2 separate regions of the Mus musculus genome follow, and region 2 is linked to region 1. A link is a contact called in public HiChIP or PLAC-seq data. All regions are on one chromosome and are shown on one strand. Each heading gives the region's core, a stretch centred on a gene start, on an enhancer-like site or on the middle of the called end of the contact. The rest is flanking DNA. Distances are from core to core; before and after follow the strand shown.

The links. HiChIP or PLAC-seq counts read pairs in DNA pulled down with a chosen protein or histone mark.
Region 2: an H3K27ac HiChIP or PLAC-seq map of embryonic stem cells shows a contact between it and region 1, with 6 read pairs. The contact joins the promoter of Kdelr3 here to the promoter of Tmem184b in region 1. A contact is called at or near these places in 9 of 39 promoter capture datasets (cranial neural crest, embryonic stem cells, fetal liver and 4 more), 13 of 484 Hi-C or Micro-C datasets (the HL-1 cell line, adipose-derived mesenchymal stem cells, cortical neurons and 4 more), 7 of 115 datasets of contacts at active chromatin or transcription factors (bone marrow-derived macrophages, embryonic stem cells, memory CD8 T cells and 1 more) and 3 of 9 other capture datasets (adipose tissue, liver and pancreatic islet).

The regions. Positions count from the first base shown.
Region 1 is chr15:79,399,435-79,405,738 of GRCm38.p6, reverse strand. It overlaps Tmem184b (transmembrane protein 184b), which reads left to right and starts at 2,436. Exons shown (of 9, transcript NM_172608.1): 1 at 2,436-2,554.
Region 2 is chr15:79,512,676-79,518,979 of GRCm38.p6, reverse strand. Kdelr3 (KDEL (Lys-Asp-Glu-Leu) endoplasmic reticulum protein retention receptor 3) reads right to left here and starts at 2,572. Exons shown (of 5, transcript NM_134090.2): 1 at 2,340-2,572. The coding sequence starts at 2,430.

The DNA of each region.
Region 1 (6,304 bases), core at 1,187-3,686:
CACCTGCCTCTGCCTCCCTAGTGCTGGGAACAAAGGCGTGCGCTGCTATCACTCATCTTATTTATTTCTTTGAGTGACTGTCTCACTATGTAGCCATGGCTGGTCTAGAACTTGCTACATAGACCAGGCTAACCTTGAACTCACAGAGATCTACTTAGTGCTCCTGCTTCCGATATGATGCATTTAAAGGCTACTATTCTTGGCTTTTTTTGTCTTTGAAAAAATTTTATCTATTTATTTAGTGTGTGTGTGTGTGTGTGTGTGTGTGTGCACTCATGTCACTGTGTGTGCCTCTAGGTCAGAGCTGGTTTTCTCCTTCAGTCATGTAGTCATGAGGGCTGAACTCAGGCCCCTCAAGTACCCCGAGCTTCCCCCTTAGGACCTAGCTATTATATTTGTCCATGTTACAGATACTTTCAGTACGTGCTTGCCAGTACTCCCAGTGCAGCATACTAATTTTCATCAGGAAACAAGAAACTGTCAGACATCTTCATCCTTGCTGCATGCACTTTTCCTGGGGAGACATGAACAAATGTCTCCTCATCCCAGGGAAGGGACTGACCACAGAATAAAGGAATGATTCTGCTCCATCTAGCTTGGTTAAAGAACAGTCAACGAGTCTGTCAGCTGCTTATAGGAGCAAGAGTGAACGGTTGCTTCTTAAGGGTGATTAAAAACAGACAAACAAACAAACAAAAAAGAAGAAAGAAATAAGTCCCAGTCCAGCATGGGTAATGAGCCCCCCCCCCCCCCAGCTTTATGGGAGTGGCTTGCTTCTAGAATTTTCTACCTCCCAAGAATTCTTAACTCCCAAAGGTCATTTGGGGACAGGGGTGAGGGGAGGGGAATTACATATTACAGATGCCAGTAACCCCACCCCTCACCCACATTGCCATAGTATGACCAATAAACTCACAGGTTCATGGAGGGAGATGTGTAGAATCTTTGGTTTGTTTGGGTGCCTTCCTATTTGGGGCACGTATCTCCCCAAAGTTAATGCAACAGTCTGTTCACTAGGAAGATGGATAATAAGATAGGAAAACAATCGATACGTGTTAGAAATGAACTTTTATTAGGAGAACAGGGCACAGTGAGATGTTGACTATGGACTGCAGGTGAGGGGCTCAGCAATCTTACTCTGGGAAGGAGGTATTTGTCTCAGAACAATCCTGCTTCAGCTTCCCTAGTAAAGCCAGCCAAGCAAGACTTTGAAGACATGTCTGGGGAAACTGTAGCCCCAGCAGAGGGGACAGCAGGTGCAAAGGCATGGAAGCTGAATGCTTGTACTTGGTTGTAGGGAAAGCAAGAGGTCAGTGTTCAGGAAAAGGAGATGAGGCCAGGCATGCCTGCGGAGGGTGATGCTGGATCAAGGCTGTGCAGAGATCTGCAGATGTTGGCTTCATTTGGAATGGCATGAGGAACTAATTAAGGGTTTTGAGCAAAGTGCCATATAGTTCATCTTGGGTGGGTTCGTTTGTTTGTTTACTTTGGTGCAAAGAATTATATTGAGGGTCTGGTGAATGGTAAGCAAGCATTCCTCCAACGATTTGGATTTTTAAAGGAATCCCTGATTCTCACATTGGCACAGACCCGCCGAGGACAAGGTTGGAAAATCGGGCTAAGTAGATGCTCACAGTACCTGGGCAGAGCCTGGACATGACAGCAGTTCAGTAGTGTGGAGGTCAGAGTCTAGGGATACAGGATGTCTTGCCCAAGCTGATGGGACGAGGGGGAGAGGGAGGGCAGCACTCAAGGATAATACTAGACTTTCTGGCTTGAAGACTGGAAGCAGGGATTGGGGAATGCTGTGAAGAAGAAATGTGTGTGGAGGGGAAAGCAGCTGAGCCCGCTAAGTAAGAGGCGTCGGTAGACATTTGGAGCTGGAGATAAAAATAAACTTGGTTGCATATTACACATTTCAGTCATCTGGGTAAGACGAGGACCTCACAAATCAAAGTGGGGTAGGGGCTGGAATGACTCCTCTAGAATCGGTTCGTTAGGCTGCTAGGAATGAGGTGGGGCAGCTCCACTAGAGCAGTTTCATTTTGCATAACTATACAAAACGTTCCGTGGAAGTCCGTTCCACAGTCTCACACTCACCCTCCCTGTCTCAAACGTCAACTAGATTTCGTTTCACCTTCAGCGTTGGCATATACAAGGCTTTCAGAGAATTGAAACTCAAGCTAGCTCGCGAGTGTCCGGGACAGTCTGTATCCCGCGGGTCAGACTGTGCATCCCAGGACTGTGGTGGGTGGGACTGGACTAGGAAACCTGGGCCCTGGGTCTCTCGCGGTGCGTTTGCGAGTTGCAAGAGGACCTCACCATTCTCCTGACCCGAGATTGCGCGTGGTGCTTCGCAGCGCGCGGCCCCTTTAAGGCTCGGCGAGTGACCTCAGCGGCGCGCTCCGGCCCCGCCCCCGCCAGCGGCGTTCCTAGTGCGCAGGCGCGGCGCGGCGGTACCCGGCGGGGCTCGGGACGCGCCAGCGGCGGCCGAGATACCGGGCTGCGGCGCCGCCTGCTCCGCCTGCAGTCTCCAGCGCCATGGGCTCCTGAGGTACCCGGGCGGCGGATGCACGGGATGAACGGGGACCGGGCGGGGGCTGCACCTTGGGGAGAACTCCACTCTGGGGACTTCCCGCGGGGAGGCAGGGACTCGGAGGCCCCCAAGCGGCCCGTGGGTGTGCCCGCTTCGCCAGCGTGGCGGGGCCCTGAGTGTAACCGGACCTGCTCGTGGGGGAGTCGGGGTGGGCGGCGCGGGGCCCAGCCTCTTACCGATGGGACTGTGCGCACCGCGGTGGGTGTGCTGCAGCCTGGCACGACCGAACGGGGCGGGGAGACGTCGGTCCTCAGTGCAGTGGCTTTGACCTGGCCCGGTGGTCGGCCCTTGAGACGGTACATGCGTAAATGGGGGTGTGCGCGCGCTTTGCACACAGGTCAGTAGATTTGAAGGGGGATAGGGATCTGGGGCTCCCAGGATGCTGGGTGTTCAAAGGAACCCTAGAGATTGGTTTGGGTGTGTGGTGCCTGTTTGCCTGGGCACGCCCTTGGACACCTTGCTTGGATGCTTAGCTTGGGGCTAAGGAGCTCCAGGCAGTGGCAAAGCTAGGGAGTCTGGGGAACGGGCTCGGATTTTTAGTTTGTATCCTTTCTTGGAGGACTGTATGAGGCGGGACATCTCATCCCTCCCTCCTTGGAGGCCTTGGTGGGGCAAAGCAGGTGTCTGCCTGCCTGATACCTGGGTGTGAGGTGAAGGTCTATGTATTATTCATCTGGCTGCCAGGTGCTTTATGTAAGGAGAGAAGTAGCAATCTGTGCCCTGGAGGCAAGTGCTGCAGACTCAGCCAACACACACACACACACACACACACACACACACCCCACCAGCATCAGCAGCAGGGGGAGGTGCAGGTCTCCACGGTCTGGCTTTTTTGACAGGCTGTTTGCAGCATCCCTCTTCGTGTCAACAAGTTTGGTGGGCCCTTGGGCTCGGCACATCTGAGTATCTTGAGAGTTCTGTGCAGGGCCGGAGTTGGAACCCTTGGGTGTGGGAGCCCCAGAAGCTAGACTGGTGCTCACCCCGCACACAGATGTGAGGATCGAGGCATCGAAGAGCTCTCAGGTGCTTGGGGCAGAATCAGAATTGGAAAGAATCACAGGGATTCCAGAAACAGAAGACAAAAGACTGAGGAGTATGGAGGTGGATTCAGTGCTGGGGGGTGGGGGGTGGGGGGGATGGACAAGCCAGCAAAAAAAAAAAAAAAAAAAAAAAAAAAGGAAAAAGAAAAAAAAAGGCTTCAGTACAAAGGGACAGTCGAGCCAAAGCTGGGTGACTAACATTCCTCAGAGACTTCTTGCTTTCCATGTGTATTTTCCCAGTTTGTTCTCAGGGCAGCTGTGCCAATAATGTATCGGGCATAGATGTGGGTTAGGAAACTGAGGCAGCAGGTCAAGGCGGGTGGGGTGGGACGGGATGGGGATTAAGTGACTCCCTTGTCAGTGTGGGACTAGTAGGCTCTGGTAGCATCCTTCATCCCTGGGTCTTGCCCAAGTTGCCTTGTAACTTACTGAGCATCTACTATGCGCCCGGCTGAGGGCTGTCTCCCGGCCCTGCTGGCTCACTGCTCTCCCTGATGTCCCTGGAGTAGAACACAGAGGAACAGGATCTAATACCTTCTTCTAGAGGCTCCCAGTCTGCTGCGGAGGTGGACATAGATAGCGACCCCACTGGCCAGTGTGGGTGGTGGGGCTCTAAATACTCCCCTAAGAGCCATAGGTGACCTGGGCGTCCTTGTGTAATCCTGGGGGATGCCTTGTAGATTGCTCCCAGGGTGGTGGGGTTGGACTAGGGAGGAGAGAAGAGCTTCCGGGTGGGAGGGGATCAGTGGGCAGCTTGTCCTAGTTCTGTGGACCAGGCCTGTCGGCTGGCTGCTCTCTCCCATTTTTTCCCCTCTTTTGGTCCTGTGCACTGGATCGGGACCTCAGGCACTCTGGGCAGGCAGTGTGCTGCTGAGCCGTGTCCTCGGCCCTCCAGGACTCCCTGCCTTTGAGGCTTTGCTTCTGTTTGCCAGCTGGCCTGCCCAGGCCTCTCCCCAAGAGGGGCTCGGTGCTATTTCCAGTCCCGCTGTGCTCATTTCTCTCCATGTGCTCCCTGGAGTAGAAGCTGCTAGGCAAGGCAGGGCCCAGGCCTTTCTTGTTTTGAAAGTAAGTAGCAGCAGCGAATGAGACTGGGGATTTGATGTGAGTGTTGGGAAGCCTGGAGCTAGGCCCTCAGAGCTCAATGTGGGGTCTGCCCCAGGACCTTGGCTGAGGTCTTTTTGGGGGCAGCAGGTGCTTGCTGAATACCTCCTGTGTGCCATGAATTTGCTGGCCATCAGGGAAGAGAGGCCAGAGACCTGGGTTGTCCCCTGTGAAAGGCTGTGGTTGGCTGAGGTAGCCCAGCACGTGACTAATACATTTGAGACAGTGTTCTACTTGGGGTAGGGAGAGAGGGCTCTGAAGGGGCCCAGAGGACAGTAGGAAAAACAGCTCCCCTGGTAAGTTTCTTGAGCACTTACCATGTGTCAGGCACAGTTCAAAGTGCTTTCATGAGTTCCCATCCTATCCTCCACTATCCGGTGAGGTGGGGCTGCCACCTTCCCCATCACAGGTCAGTTGGTTCAATCTCCAGGCTTTTCCACTCTGACCTTCGGTATGCTCAGTGCCTTCCTGGTCCTGGAGTTAGAGATGGAGCATGGAGGAGGAGAGGAGGGTAGCAGGGGCCCCAAGCAGATGTGGAGGCCTGTCATGTCTCCCTCTCGGAGGGTTTTGGTGTGATCCCGGTGTGGTCAACAGAAAGCCTTTGAATGTTTGAGAGGAAGTGACACACACACCCTGTGTTGTGAGGCTGTATCATCACCCTGCATCTTGCTTCCTTCATTCTGGCATGTAACTCCAAGATGACCTGCCTCCTTCCTGTTTGCTGCCCCTTTGGTCCCTGGTGTCTCTTTAGTCTCTGCTCTGTTTTTCTTTTGCATATTCGGGGCTGAAGGTTACTGTGCCCCAGGCCCTGCTTTCCTGCTGGTCTCTTCTGCTCTCTGTCATTTGGCCCCACTGAACTGAAACTTCTTTGTTCTGTTTTTGTTTGTTTGTTTGTTTTTTAATTGGAGACAAGGTCTCATGTATTCCCGGCAGAACTTGAATCCACTATGTGGCTGAGGGTGACCTTGAACTTCTGACCCTCCTGCCTTTACCTCCCAATGCCTAGGATTATATAGGTAAAGTGCCCAGTTTATATGGTGCTACCACGCCAGGGTGGAATGTCAGCGGCTGAGCCAGCCCTGAACTTGTTTTCTTAAGGATTGAACCCCTGATTGTCCCAGGTCTCCTGGGCTCTTAGCTTCTCTTGTTACCTTGGGAGGTATGGTCAGTCACCCACTGTCCATGTTCTATGAACGCGGTTAGAAGGACCCAGTAGCTGGTAGTGGAGCCAGGCAAGCTGGATGCAGCCGCCTCATCTTCCTTTGAGCTCCACGAAGACTTCTTGCTCTACTTTGCCAGGTGCCAGGCTGGCTGGATTTGGTGCAGTGACTCGCTGGCCTGCCTGTATGAGTAATTAGGCAGTCATCCCTTCTCTGGACAGAGGCCATGAGACTGCACATGCTCCACTAGGGGTCTTTGCCGACTCTTGCAGAAGCACAGCTGGCGGGGGCTGACGGGCTGTATGTAGGATGTGAGCATGGGAGTTGAGGGAGAAAGCCCAGTGGGTGCTTGAGCATAGGCAGCTGAGGGTTCCGGAATCTGGGCCAGCGAGATGGCTCAGTGAGTA
Region 2 (6,304 bases), core at 1,323-3,822, 110 kb before region 1:
ACTCGGCTACTCTCAGATAGCCCAACAATTGCTGGCCAGCGGCCCCACCCCCACCCCCACTTTCCATTCTCCATCCAGAAACCCAAGGGCTATTTGAAAACAAAATTCTGCTTAAAGCTTTTATGTGACTTCCAAATGTCCTTAAAAGACCCAAAGCCTTGTCCCAGCTGCTGCCTGGGCCATCCTCCCTCCTGGCTCTTGCCACACCCCCTCCAGCCTAGCAATTTGTCTAGATTCTATTCCAAGTGAACACAGGGTCTGCATCCTGTGACCCCTGTAGTGACTCTGCCTTCCTGTGCCCACACTCCCTGTCTCACTCTTCTGGTTGTGACGGGCAGTCTTGGGATGGTTTTTTTGTTTTTGTCTTGTTTGTATGTTTTCGAGACAGGGTTTCTCTATGTAGCCCTGGCTATCCTGAAACTCTCTCTGTAGACCAGGCTGGCCTTGAACTCAAGAAGATCCACCTCCCTTTGCCTCCCAAGTGCTGGGATTAATGGAGCGTGCTACCACTACCCAGTCAGAGTGACATTTTTAATGATGGAGGAGACTCCTAAGGTCTCTCCCACTCTGAAGAACACTGGGCCCAGATACCGGCTGCAGGCGAGTGTGGGCCTCACATTCCTCACTAGTAGTCCTGTTTCCCCTCCCCCCCATCCCCCGCACATGTGATTGGAGCCATGTGACCAAGACCTAGGACCTGAGTAGAGCCTAGCAGGGAGACAGACGAGGCCATAAAGGAACTCCTATAGGGGGTGACACAGATGGGGAGGCGACCTAGACCAGGTGGGGCTGGCTGTGTTGCCCCTTCACCAAGCCCTTGCCAAAGAGGCACCTGCCCTATTAGGACAGTCTAGGCAGCAGCTTCATGGGGGATACCTGGCCACTATATCCTCCAGTCCTCTTAACCTTGTAGGCTCAGGGTTCTACCCATAGTGGCTCCACACATAAACACATAAACACTATCCCTACCAGAAGCCCAGGAGAAGAGAGACACCGTGAGTGAGTCCCTCTGACTGATAGGGAAACAGAAGCCCCAGGCTACACAACTCAGCAGGACAGTGGGACAGTGGCCAGTGTGTCTCTGGCATTTGGGGCTGGCACCAGCTGCCATTTTTCTTTCGCCTACAGCAACGCATACTGATTTGCTCCTCCTGTCGCTTTCTGCTGGTCTCTCAGTAGGTCAGCTCCCTAAGGCAGGGCATTGGGGTATCAGGGCACAGTGTCCCTCACAGGATGAGGGAGGAGGTAACAAGCACTCCCCCAATCCTACCCCGGACCTCTAAAGCAAAGTCACAGGCCCAGCAAGCAGAAGGGCCGTGAGAGACGATCTCTCAGGCAACTGACTACTACAAACCCCCGGTAACGTCTAATTCAGTCCAGAGCCACTGGATCCAAAATGTGTCTGATCCATACTCAACCAAGTCCCTCTCCTGATCAGCCTCCCAGGTGACATCTCAAAATGCTCTCAACCTCCATTTCCGGAGTCTCAAGAGACCTGCTGAGCCTCTGCCTCTGCTCCTACTTCTTCGATGGTTTCCTTCATCCTGGATCCCGAATGTGACCGGAAAAAGCCTTTCACCATTAGTCCATCCTACCTTCTGGATTCCTCTTCCTCCTGTGTCCTTCCCAGGACATGCCCTATGCCCTGTGGCTTCTACGTATTTGCACGGGTGTTCTCAACACCGTACCCTGTACCTTGAGCACATACCCTGCCCATCCTCTCTGTCCACGTAGCCCTCAGCTGCTCTCTGCCTCCCCAGCTCTGGTAGAGTCTGAGCTCACACTCAATTGCATGCCTGGGACAGGCAGGGAACGCTAGGAACGGAGATGGCTGAAAGACAATGGGCAGCTTCTTATTAACCCGGGGACTGAAATCATCAACCCAGCCTCCAGATATTTCCCATCCCAGCAAGGCCGCTAGACCTGTAGACAAATCGCGAGCCCCTCCAACGCCTTCCACTCAGAGCCAGCTCCACATCCCTGGGCCAGGCTGATATCACCAGCTGGCAGGAAAAGGCTCTCTCTGGGGAAATAAAAGGCAGGAGAGAATGAAGACTCGACGACTAAGGCGACTTCAAATATGGTCTCCTCCCAGGGGAAGGTCCCCCTCCACTCCTCGCCCAGCAGCCGTGATACTGCCAGCTGCCCAGTTAAGGATAGGGCGAGAAGCGTGAGGTAGGGCTCTTCATGGAGACAGAAGCCACGCTCCCTCATAATCTCCCGGATCCTCTGATGTCGAAAAACTTCGCTGAAGTTTTTGGAAGCGCGCGCGCCCGGCTTCCCTCTGAGCCTAAGTCCTCACCATGGTCCGGTCCCGCCCCGCCCCGGGCGCCGCTCACCGGCGCAGCTCTTGGACCTCCAGATCTTCACCAGGAGCAAGATCATAGCCAGGAGGTGGCTCAGGTCCCCGAGGATTCGGAACACGTTCATGGTCCCGCCCGCCGCTCCCGCGCCGTGTCGCGCAGAACTTCCCAGGGAACTTTCTGTTGCGCGGGGCGCTGCCACGTCCCCGTCCCTGCTCCTCGCGGTGCCCCAGGCCGGTGCCGCGCCTCCTTGCTGGCGCGCTCCCGCCGCGCGCACCCTTGGCCGCGCGGTGACGTGGCGGGGCGGCCAGGCGCGGGACAGGAGCCAGGAAGCAGCGCTTCTCACGTCCCCACGCCGACAGGCGGGGCAGCTTACACAGCCGCTGCTGGCCCAAGCCGAGCCCCTCCCTCTCTGGTCCTGCGTAGGCACCAAGTGTTCCTCTCATCCCCAGAAACCACAGTCAGGGCCTGGCACTCACTTCAAGTCCTGACTTTCATAGCTCTGTTGGGCCCTGGGTGGTGGAAGCAGGCTTTCAGCCGCGGAAGACCTCCCAGGTTGGAACTCCCGGGAAGTGGTGCTGAAAGGAGCCATCACCTGTTAAACTCTGAGATAACCTGAGCTAGCTCTGAGATAACCTTGTTGATGGTTTCCGGTGGGGAGAGAGGCTGACTCTGAGTCCCCTTTCTGGGCTTCAGTATTGACTACAAGGGAGATGCTAATGGTGTAAAAGAGGCTGAGTGTGTTGGGGATGCCCACCGCCTTCATTTCTGCCCCCCTCTTCTTCATGTGGGAAGACACTGGAAAGAACTTCACTGACCAGGAAAAACTCCAAGCACGGCATAGAGGCAGGCAGGATAGAGTAGGAAGAATCTTAGGTGGGCTGGAGGCCTCCATTGCTATGTGAAGCATCCTCTCTGGGCACAGGTCTATTAATCTATAGCTATGGAACCGATAAACCAAGGGCCTTTCTGCCTTCTCCTTGATCCCAGCCCCCCTCCCTCCTGTAGCTGGTTTCTTCCTAAAGAAATGGCTTCGTCTGGCTCCCTCTGTGTGCAGGAGAGGCTTCGGCAGGATGAAGATCTGTTGCTTACGGTGTTCGCCAACTCTTTCCTGGCCTCCATTGCTTTACCATTACTCCCCGCACAAAGCAGTTCTGGGAGGCTTTGCATGTGACCAGTAGCACTGCCTGGGGGGTGCAGCATGGGGGACCCTGGGCAGCTTGCTGTGAATCTACACACACACACACACACACACACACACACACACACACACCTTTCCTGGGGAGATGAAACACACTTGTCTGCTCACCCCAGATAGGGAGCCCACGACAGCCTAAAGTACAGATAGTACCAATATCCAGCTTCATGAATTAATGAGTTTTGCTGGAGTTACTTAGAGGAATATGGGTGAAGGGTTGCTTACAGGAGCAGGAATGACTCAGAGACAGCTGCATCACCAAAGCCCACCCAGCATGGGTGACAGCTCACCAAGCTGGGAACCTGGAGCTCTTCCCACTGCCTGCAGGCAGCTCAGCAGGTTGGAGAATATCCTTCCCAGGTGCCTCAGTTGGTCTAAATCTCTCGAAGGCTGCTCTTCTTGTTCTGAGTCTTCTTACTCCCTGCTTACTCTGGCAGGGAGGAGCCTAGGGAATCTGCTCAGTTTCAGGGAGTTCCTGAGACTATTCTTGTTGTTGTTTACCTCCCTGCTTAAGGAGCTACCCAGCAGGATAGAATGTTTTAATCTCAGAGGAAGCTTATATAAAACACACAGAGACAAATGCACACTCACACAGACATACGTACACATGGACACACAGACACACACAGACAGACACAGACAGATGCACACACAGACACACTCAGATACTCATACACACATACAGATGCACACACACAAAACACGGGCACGGTATAGGCTTGAGGGACACCATCTCAACAATGTGCCCAAGTAGGGAGGGCACTGCCATTCTCACACCACACACAGAATCCAGGGCCCAGAGAGGTGCTATCATTTCTGATGATCACACAGGACATCGTGTCAGCCTAGAGCCCAAGGCCCAGCTCCATAGGGTTGGAATTCTCAGCCCAGAGAGGTGGATGACCAGGTGTCAGCAAAAATTTACACCAGACAAGGAGCGTTCCTGTGATGAGGGCCAAAGGGCTTGCGCATCTGTGGGAGGTTTGCATATATTTCGGGTGCTAGGCAGCACATTAGACATACTGGGCAGCCCTTCCCTGTGCAGCCTTAGAGCCCAGGGGGCAGGGAATGGACCCTGAGGTCAGACAGGTGAGGTACATGGACCACGGCTCTCTGGGAAAATAAATGGCCCTCAGTTCCCTGCCTAGATGTCTCCCCCAAGCAATGCCCACAGAAGGCAGTGGTTATTTAAATCTCTCAGGTGAGGCTACCCAGCCAGCTGGCATCTCCTTCCAGCGCCCACATCCTCCTCAAGCCAGAGAGAACGAAGCACATGCAACACATCTGTCCGGGAAGCAGCGCAGCTGTGGGCGGGGCCTGAGGCAGGGAAGGGGCTGAACCTTCCCCTTCCTTTAATTCCTCCCAGGAGACACTGGCAGGGGGACGGGCCAAAGTCGGGAGGCCTGAGAAGTGACCATCACGGGGGCAGAAGGGAAAGAACAGGCTGGGAGGCTGCAGGGCTTGGTCCATATCCAAGGTCTGCTACTGTGCCTGTGAGCCTGCGCATGCCCCTTCTCTGGGCCTCAGCTTGCCTGTCTGTTAAATGGGGGAAATGGAGAAAGAACAGCTGAATGCTTTTCCATGATTCTGGTGTCTGGCGTGCCTGAGGGTCCTATGAAATGGATACTATGTTGGCATCTTACAGATGGAGAAATGAAGGGTCCAAGTTGTTTGTTGCTCTTGCAAGCCTGTGTCAGCATCCTTTCTCCCCGGTACTGTCTCTCTCTGTTTCTCCCGGCTGCTGTCTCTCTCTGTTTGGCAATGAGCTCTTCACACCCATCCCATCTCCAAGGTGGAGCATCTGAAAGCACCAGGGAAAGCAGGTGTGCTGGTTTCTACCCCAGTAATCCCAGTACTTGGGAGACCGAGGCAGGAGGATTGGCTTGAGTTCTGCGACCCAGTCTCAATAAGAAAGAAAGAAAGAAAGAAAGAAAGAAAGAAAGAAAGAGAGAGAGAGAGGGGGGAGGAAGGAAGGAAGGAAAGAAGGAAGGAAGGAAGGAAGGAAGGAAGAAAGAAAGAAAGAAAGAAAGAAAGAAAGAAAGAAAGAAAGAAAGAAAGAAAGACAGAAAGACAGAAAGACAGACAGGGCTGGTGAGATGGCTCAGCAGTTAAGAGCACCGACTGCTCTTCCACAAATGTCATGAGTTCAAAGCACAGCAACCACATGGTGGCTCACAACCATCTGTAATGAGATCTGATGCCCTCTTCTGGTCTGTGTTTGAAGACAGCTACGGTGTACTTGTATAAATAATAATACATAAATAATATTTCGAATAAATAAATAAGAAGAAAAGAACCTCTGTAGTAAATCCCCCTGGTTAGGTAAGATACTCCAATCCAGCCTATCCCCTGCCTCCAGCCATCCTTTCCCATCAGCCCCTGAGCCCGGTAGATAGGAGTGAGTACCTCACCCTCCGTGTCTCAGTTTCCACACGCCCAAAACTGTGCTTGCTGAGGGGAAGTCAAGGGGGAAATTTCCCTCAACTTAAAACTGTGAGGAGCCGGAGCGCTCCCTCTCACTCCCTAAGCAGCTTATATGTTCAAGGTCAAGTTGTGGGAGAGAGAATGAGGGCCGCTCAGTTATAAAAAGAAGATACACACACACAAGCTTTTTTTTTTTCCCCCTACTGCCTATAGTGCTTTCTTATATTTCACCGTGATGTCAAATACCCTGCAGGGTTCCAGAAGACAAGAATCGATTCTGGGGGCTCTTAAGACCCACCAAAGGCCTGTGGCCTGGTCTCACAAACAGCCCAGCCAGGGGTGAGCTCCCAGCTGCCCTTCTCTCCCTGCGGCTGGACCC